Regions from separate parts of the Mus musculus genome. Here all the other regions are linked to region 1. The links are chromatin contacts, called in public Hi-C and HiChIP or PLAC-seq maps. All regions are on one chromosome and are shown on one strand. Each heading gives the region's core, a stretch centred on a gene start, on an enhancer-like site or on the middle of the called end of the contact. The rest is flanking DNA. Distances are from core to core; before and after follow the strand shown. Region 1 holds the start of Zfhx3 (zinc finger homeobox 3). Region 2 has its middle 53 kb from the start of Mir3108. Region 3 has its middle 36 kb from the start of Gm39243.

Region 1 (2,575 bases), core at 34-2,533:
CCTTCGTACTTCCCGCCCCCCAAAATAAATGCTGTACCGGTTCTGGCAGAAGAACAAACCGAAATTAGAGAGCAGCCAGGCCAAGATGATCTCCATAGGTCCCGCCAGCTCTGCCCTGATTCTCTCTTTAATTACTCCCCAAACAGGCACATTCTTCACATTGCTGCAAACTGACCAGCGACTTCTAACACACTCTCACTCTCTCTCTCTCTTTCCTTCATAACCGCCCCCCCCCCCGGCAGCTGAAGGTGTGTTTTAGACCAAAGAATCCAAAGTTCTCAATGGCACCAGTACCCCCAAGTATTAACAAGGTAGGAACTAACCCAAAAGCAGGAGGAGGAGGAGGAGGAGGAGGTCGGGAAGGAAAAGCAAGAGGAGATAGGAGGAAGAACGTACTCTGGTGCCCAGCAGACTCTAAGCCACTCTCTCCCCAGGTAGGTTCCTCCTGGAGTCTAGGAGTTCAAGTGCATCCAAGCCTGCCCTTCCCCCACACGCCCCAAGAGAATGGGAAGTTCAGCCAAGACTCACTCGCAGCACCTGCCTCCAGCGCTAGGCCGGCTGCGAGCGGCGCGGCGGGGGAGGGAGGCTGCACTCACCTGGCACACAAAGCCTCCGTACACCTCAGGAGGAAGGAGGCACTCGGAGGTCCGGGGGCCACCACGCCGGGCAGCGCGACAACGGGAGATTCCAGTGGCAGCGGAGCCCCGAACTTACCCACCCCAGGCGGCATTCTCCCCACCTCCCGCTGCCCCCCGGGCTCGGCGGTGGCGCAGGCTAGGAGCGAGGGGCCTGGCGGCAGGGGCGGGGCGCGCATGGTGGCGGCCCGGGGCTGGCGATCTGCGGGCTGCCCCGGGGAGGGAGGTCCCCCAGGCGCGGCGGGGATTCACCCACGGGGCGCGGCGCTGCGTCCCGGTCCCCGTCCCGGCCTGCCCGCCTCTCTCCTCCTCCTGCGCCGCCCGCTCGCCCGCCCGCCCGCCCGGAATCGCTTTATGTAAATGAAGCTCAACTCGCAGTTTGCAGCGCGCACCGCCCGAGGAAGGGGGGCGGGCGGGGCGGGGGGCCTTCGGGGATCCACATTACACAGCAACAAAGCGGAAGGTTAATTTGAAACTCACAGCCCCGCAGCCTCTCGGCTCCCCGGGCAAAGCCTGACATCTACAGTCGCGCTGGGCGCAGGCCGGGCTGCTCGCGGTGGCCGCGCCCGCGCGCCTGCGGGGACCTGGGGACATAGACGCACAAACACACAGGAGCAGGGCCGGAGCTGCCGGGCCCGGGCTCCCAGCACCAGCCTTGGAGGCGGCCTGGGCCGCACTCGCCTGGGGACAGGAGCCTTGGCTGCCCTGGCCTGCACCAACCCAGGAACCGGCCCGGCAGGAACAAAGCCGCGTCCCCGCGAGGCACTGACCGCACCGCTCATCAAAAGTCAAAGGCCGGCCTGGAAGAAACGGACGCGCCTTCGGCCACCCCCAGTCTCTCCCCCAAAAGAGAAGAACAAGCAGTCGGGGCCTCCGAACCCTGATCCATCAGTCTCTGGGCCCTGTCCACGTCAGAGCCAGGCCACTCTAACATGGGGACTTTAGCCAATGTGGACAGGAATTTATTTGAAACACACACCCATCCTATTAACTGCTTCACAGAGCACTTCTGTTTTTCAGCTGCAGAAACTTACGAAAACATCCCCTACTCACTCACTCTCCATTGAGAGTTTAAGGACAGTTTCTAAGGAGAGGGGGAGAAGAGGAGAGCAAGAAACGACTAGAAAAGGCCAAGCAGCCTGGAACCACCCGCTGTCAGGATCAGGAGACTGCCCTTAGGAGCCACAGAGCATTTCAGACAGGGCAAGAAAGGTGGCCCGGCTCAAGACGATTCTACCACCAGGATCAAACCCAACGGGGCTACCTCGGCTGGTCACAGCGACAGCTGGGCACTTCTAGGTCTCCCAAGGTTCACCTTTGGCGTTCTGTTATGCAAAGGCAGGCCCCCTTGAAATCTCACCGGAAGGCTCCAGTCCTCTCAGACAGAATTCCACCCTCCTCCTAAATCTAGTCTTCATTCCCAGCATAGAAAGACACCTGCTTTTTCTCTTTCTGAAAACCAGCCACCCAGGCTGCCCCCGGCAGCCGCGAGTCTTTTCCTACTGCACAATAATGAACCATGCAAGTGTTAGAAATATAATAAGCTCACCCGGCGAAGAGCAGAATGTATGGAATCGTATTTGCATTAAACACACACTAACAGGGAGGAAAGGGGGAGGCTTGCTTGGTGAAAACTACAGGGCCCCAATGTAGGAAGCATTTTGGTACAATAGAATTCGGTTTCAAATCGATGTAAATACCTAACCTGTTGGGCGCAGTCTGTTACCCTGTCTATATTTTAGCACAAGAAAAAAAAAAAAGATTGCAATCGCCGTCTCCCTTCCCCCACCCCAAGCTAGGACCTTGGGAGAAAAGAGCTGCCTCTGGGGAATCATGTCTGATTAGGGACAAAGGAGGGCAGAGGCCAAATTTAGTCAAACTTGGGGAAGGGGGAGAGCAGGTCTGGGGGGGTTGGGGGAGGATGGGTTTTTGAGCCAGAG
Region 2 (2,575 bases), core at 53-2,552, 280 kb before region 1:
AGCCAAACCACTTGGACAGACACTTAGCTTGAACCCTGGCTGAAGAAAGATTTAAAAAATAATAATAAGCACAGTAATACTCTACAAAGCAGGTCAGAATCCCACACCTACATGTCAGGAATTACTGAACTCCTAGTCAGTGGTGCAGTGCTGGCCTCTATGGAATTGAGTTCCTGTAGAGTGGTGTGGTGTGCTGGCTGGTATCTTAAGGAAAGCTGTGATTAAAAACCTATATTGGATCTCACACATGGCAATACATAAGGTGTTTGGTTCACATGTGTGTGGTCCATAGGAAGAGACCTAGGGGACTGTAATGGGTCTACATTGAACCTACTTGTGCTTTCTGATCTAGACCATTCTTATTCTGTATGCAGTATCTCTGTCTCGTGGGTTAAAACAGATCACGAGCAAACTACATTTGCGACTTAGTGAGTTTAGCAGTTTTGGACATAGATGTTCAGTGAGGAAACACTCCATCTCTACCAAGGCATCCCCAGAGCCTTGTCTGTAACTGTTGTTAAGAAGCCATATAATTTTATGCTTTAGATCTTCTGATCTTGTTCCAGGGCCCCAGGTTTCACAATGTGCTTCTTTCTATAGAGTATGGTGAACACCCTCTGTGTTTTATCACAGTTGATACCACAATACCCTAGGATCTACTAGAATATTAGGAGTCACATGGCCAGATCATTTGCATGGCAACCTTGAACCACAGCCTTCTATATAGAGCTCTTCTCTGTTCCTGGCCCTGCTCCAAGCTGACAGCATCGCTATTCCCTGCCACATGGACCAGATCAATATTAGTTGTGAAATGTGTGCCCTCTGGAACTTCGAGAGGCCTCCTAACCACGTGACCCCCAGATACTGCAAGCGTGGCCTTTCCTTTCTGACTTCCCACCTCATTTTTCTTTCCTTTCCATAATTTCATCAGCTAGTCCCTCTGTAACGCTGCTAAATAGTGGGGAAACGTGAGCTGCAAAAAACGTCCTGGCTTGATGCATTCTGAAGAGAAAGGGGAGCTCCTTGATGCTAAAAATGCTTCCTGTGGCCATTTGAATTTGCTATTTCTTCTTATATATTTTCATGGTGTAATGTGGGTGTGTGCGCGTGTGTGCATGTGTGTGTTATGGTATGTGTGCACTTTGTTGGTGTAGGTGTACATATAGAATCCATGTGGAGACCAGCGGTAGACCAAATATCTTCCCTCAATTGGTTTCTACCTTTGTATTTTGAGACAGGGTTTCTCACTGAATCTGAAACTGGCTCTCTGGTCAGTGAGCTTCAGGAATCTCCCTGTCTCTAGCCCTGCCCCACACCCTCCAGTGCTGGTGTTTACAGGCGAGTGGCACCATAGCCAGCTTGATGGTTATTTGTACTTTCCTTAAAGTATGAATGGAGAGACGGCTTTTGATTGGGAGCATTTGTGCCCTGGCAGAGGACCTGAGTTCTAGCCCCAGCATTTAAATGGTGACTCGTAACTGTGTATAACTAGTTCCAGGTGCTCCAGCACCATGGCTGACCTCTGAGTGTACCAGGAACCCAGATGGTTCGAATGCACACATGCAAATAAAACACCCAGACACAATAAATAAATCTAAAATCTTTTAAAAGATACGCTCCAAGAATGCTTTCAAATTTCCAGAGCTAGGCAGAGAAACCCTTAGCATTGGTTATTTAATTCCTCTTAATGTTGTTGTTTCCCTCCTTCCATTCTTCCTATTTATTGATTCATCTTTCCTACCTCTTTTTAGGCTTCTCAGCTAAACATTCTGTTGGCACCATACAGTTTCTCAAATTGGAAAGTTAAACTTTCACTTCCACACAAATAACTTCTAAATTAGTACAGATATTCTTATATTTTCGCTGGACACTGCAGTTATCTTACAGGACATAAATGTGTGCCTTTATTTATTTATTTATTTATTTATTTTTATTGGTAGAAGTTTTTAGAATTATATAACTTGGGTTTGATTTCCTTTGTCTTAGAATTGTTAAGAAAGTTGTTAAAAACAAAACAAAACAAAAACATTACCACCAGAACCCTTCAATGGTGACCAATACCTTTCATTCCAGCACTCTGGAGGCAGAGGCAGGCAGATCTCTGTGAGTTCAAGGCCAGCCTGGTGTACAGAGTGAGTTCCAGGTTATTCAGAGCTCCATAGTGAGATCCTGTCTCAAACAAGAAGGAAGGAAAGGAAGGAAAGAAAGGAAGAAAAAAAGAAAGAAACTATAGCCAAGGTACCTTGCCTATTTGACTAGAAGATCTTATCTATACCACTTCTCTTTGAATTTTATTAATTTTTCCTAGCCTAATCATAATAGAATTAGCTTTTGTGAATGGTCCAAGACATTATACTATAAAAGACAATATATTGTGTACATATATAACAATATGTACATGTTACATGCATACTGAAAATAAATACAATGAGTTAAGTATGCATGGTAGCTATATTAGTTCTATTGCTTATATAACAAATTAACCCAACTTAGAAATATAAAATAACACTATTCATTATTTTATAGGGGTGTTTGGTTGGTTGGTTGGGCAGCTTTGCACTATGATTCCAGGCTC
Region 3 (2,575 bases), core at 50-2,549, 280 kb after region 1:
TTAATTTTATGTGTCATTAAAAGAACCTGTAATTGCAGCCATAAGTCTTTCCTGGATCCTTTTAGGAGGAGACACACGTTTTCCCAGACTTGGCTCTGTCTTGGTGACACCCCTTACAACCCTGTGCTAGTACGGCAGGTCTGGGGAGGGAAGACTCCACCAGGAGAGGTGTTGAAGACAGGATTTCCTGGGCTTTCCATGGGGGGGCGTGAGGGGGTTACTCTCAGTAGTGATTACTTCTCCAGCCTTCTGCAGGACTTTGATGCTCTGGAGGGCTGGAGACAGTTGTCATGCACAGATGCATTTCCTACTCAAGAGACATTGCTTGCATAGTGAGCAGGCTTAGGGTTCTAAGCTAGGGGAAGCCACTAGGGAGTTAACTCACCTGTCTGACGGGAAGTATGGGATATCACAGGACTTGCCTACTGATCACTGAAAAGCATGTCACAGAGTTTCTGACTGCATGCTTCGGAAGCGAATGCACAGGCCTGGGCACCAGGATCGAAATCCATTCCCCAGGCCAACCAGAGACCTGACAAGTGGAGGTGCCCAGCTCCGGTAACCTTGTCCACCCATTCAGGAAAGAGAAGTCACACTGGTGACAGACACTGTCCAGAAATACATAAGGATGGCACGTTAGACAGTAATCACTAGGTAACCATCTCAGACAGATGGAAAGAGAGGGGAAAAGCCCAAGAGTCACTATCTTTAAAGAGAACAAGCAGATCTGAGTAATCCAATTTATGGGAGATAAGAGCCTGCTGCTAGTACTGTCCTTTAACTGGACAAACGCCTTCGTTCAAGTGTCAACCCCAATCCGGAAGAGGTCACTGCACTGGGCCTGCTGCCTAATATACTCCTGAATTGGCTGAGTGGCTTTCCGAACAAACACACTGGTCCCACGGAATTGATTTTCAACAGGCCGTATTGGTCCCTAACGTAATTATCCTGCAGCGAGTCAGCTCACAGCAGCCCTTGCATTTAAACGCCGCTGGTCAGCTCAGGAGAGCTGTGGCCGCACCAAGGGGCCCTCTCTAAGCACCGCTGGGGAACCCTCTTCTCTCTCAGCAGCCATCCCCCCCTTCCTAAATCAGTCAGATGGCAGTGGGGGACTTTGTGCTACTTAATCCTAAGTGGGCATCTTGCTCATGAGATGCTGTGGTGACATCAGTCTCTTTTGTCAAGAAATAGCAAGTCCTGGCTGTTTGATAGGCACATTAAACTTACACTAAGGAGTCAAATGGGATACTTTCACACAGCATCCTTGTGGATCCCTCTTCCCTTCTCCAAAGTTCCTTGTCAGTGCCATTCCAGGTAGCTGTGGGTGTCAGGCCAGCCAAGGGCAGGCTAAGGGTGCTGACCTAGCATAGTGTATCTCTTCTTAAGACTGTTACCACATAGTGTGGTACAGGTCCTGGTTAGTCAAGCAGGGCATGCCGTTTCAACTTCCAGCTCATCCTTCCAAACTCTTGTGACCCTCAATGCTGGGAGGCCTGCTATCCAAATGAAATCCTTCCTCTCTGGATGGACCACAGTGAGCTCAAAAGACCCATGATTCCTATTCTACTTATCAGTCTGTCAGCCCCGAGAAATTACATCTTTCTCCCAGTGATGACTTATAGACATCCTTTTTGAAAGAGTTGAGGTCTAAAGCATGCTTGGTGCCTGGCATATTACACTGTGTAGAATACCACTCAGAAACTATGAGGATAGTTGCGTGGTAGTGCTCTGTAATGAGGAAATGGATAGCAAAGAGCAGGGAGAAGTCTGCATTAATATTGCCCCTCTTCCTGTATTTCTTCATCTAAGCCACGCAGTAACAACTGTGTCTGTGGCATTGGGATGTTTTGGGCTAAACCAAGTGCATGCTTGGCAAGTGTTTGGAACCATGCCCAGCATGATGAGAAGTGGTAAGGGGCAAGATCAGTCACTGTCGTGCAGTATAGGGACATTGGACAGAATCAGCCACCCTCAGTCTTTATCTGGGACCTCACCTGTTGTGACATCCTTAGCTTTCTTATCAACCAGAGATGCTACCAAGCCCAGACTTCCTCTAGTTGCCTAGCTCAAGGTGCCTGTGCCTAACTCACAGGTACACCCAAACAATACTGATGTTCTAGAAACCTTGGTCTGGGCTGGGGAGCTGCTGATGGTGAGTCTTAGAGCAGATCCCAGAAGGGACATCCCTGCCTGCTCTGACCTCATTCCAGACAGAATCTACATAGCTATGGCCAGGAGGTCATGGCAGCTGTAGCTATCAGGACATCGATTCTTTAAATTCTCATGAAACGCTGTTCAATTCTCATTAACTTGCTGGAAGCTTTGCCCAGAACTTGATTGTGAAAGACAAGGAAAATATTCTTATCTTAATCAAACTTGAAAAACTCACCACGGGGGTCTATCTTAGTGAGGGCTAAAGGCATTTTGGTTTGCTTCTATGGCTAGAGTCAGGAAAACCAAGGTAGGACCCACATCCGTTTACTTACTCCCTAGGGTTAAACCAGTACCCAGCTTGGTTCAAGTGATAGGTGCTGATTTCAACAAGTGCTGTTATTTCTAGGGGGCCCAGGAGAAC

Evidence for each region. Hi-C and Micro-C count contacts between places; a contact is called where the count stands out from the background. HiChIP or PLAC-seq counts read pairs in DNA pulled down with a chosen protein or histone mark.
Region 2: an H3K27ac HiChIP or PLAC-seq map of hepatocytes shows a contact between it and region 1, with 5 times the contacts expected there. The contact joins the enhancer-like site here to the promoter of Zfhx3 in region 1. A contact is called at or near these places in 1 of 39 promoter capture datasets (liver), 3 of 484 Hi-C or Micro-C datasets (all in liver) and 3 of 115 datasets of contacts at active chromatin or transcription factors (bone marrow-derived macrophages, hepatocytes and neural tube).
Region 3: a Hi-C map of the N1E-115 cell line shows a contact between it and region 1, with 6 times the contacts expected there. The contact joins the enhancer-like site here to the promoter of Zfhx3 in region 1. A contact is called at or near these places in 1 of 484 Hi-C or Micro-C datasets (the N1E-115 cell line) and 5 of 115 datasets of contacts at active chromatin or transcription factors (differentiating embryonic stem cells, embryonic basal ganglia, embryonic forebrain and 2 more).

Annotation. Positions count from the first base shown.
Region 1 is chr8:108,713,352-108,715,926 of GRCm38.p6, reverse strand. Zfhx3 (zinc finger homeobox 3) reads right to left here and starts at 1,283. Exons shown (of 10, transcript NM_007496.2): 1 at 597-1,283.
Region 2 is chr8:108,988,933-108,991,507 of GRCm38.p6, reverse strand. No RefSeq gene overlaps it. Among named protein-coding and RNA genes, the nearest start is that of Mir3108, 53 kb to the right of the region's middle. Within about 2 kb of position 1,302, at least 8 of the 459 cell types and tissues checked have an H3K27ac peak or open chromatin away from gene starts, as enhancers often do. A contact at or near this core is called in hepatocytes and liver, where this site is marked.
Region 3 is chr8:108,434,790-108,437,364 of GRCm38.p6, reverse strand. It overlaps a transcript of Zfhx3 not described here. Among named protein-coding and RNA genes, the nearest start is that of Gm39243, 36 kb to the left of the region's middle. Within about 2 kb of position 1,299, at least 1 of the 459 cell types and tissues checked has an H3K27ac peak or open chromatin away from gene starts, as enhancers often do. A contact at or near this core is called in the N1E-115 cell line, where this site is marked.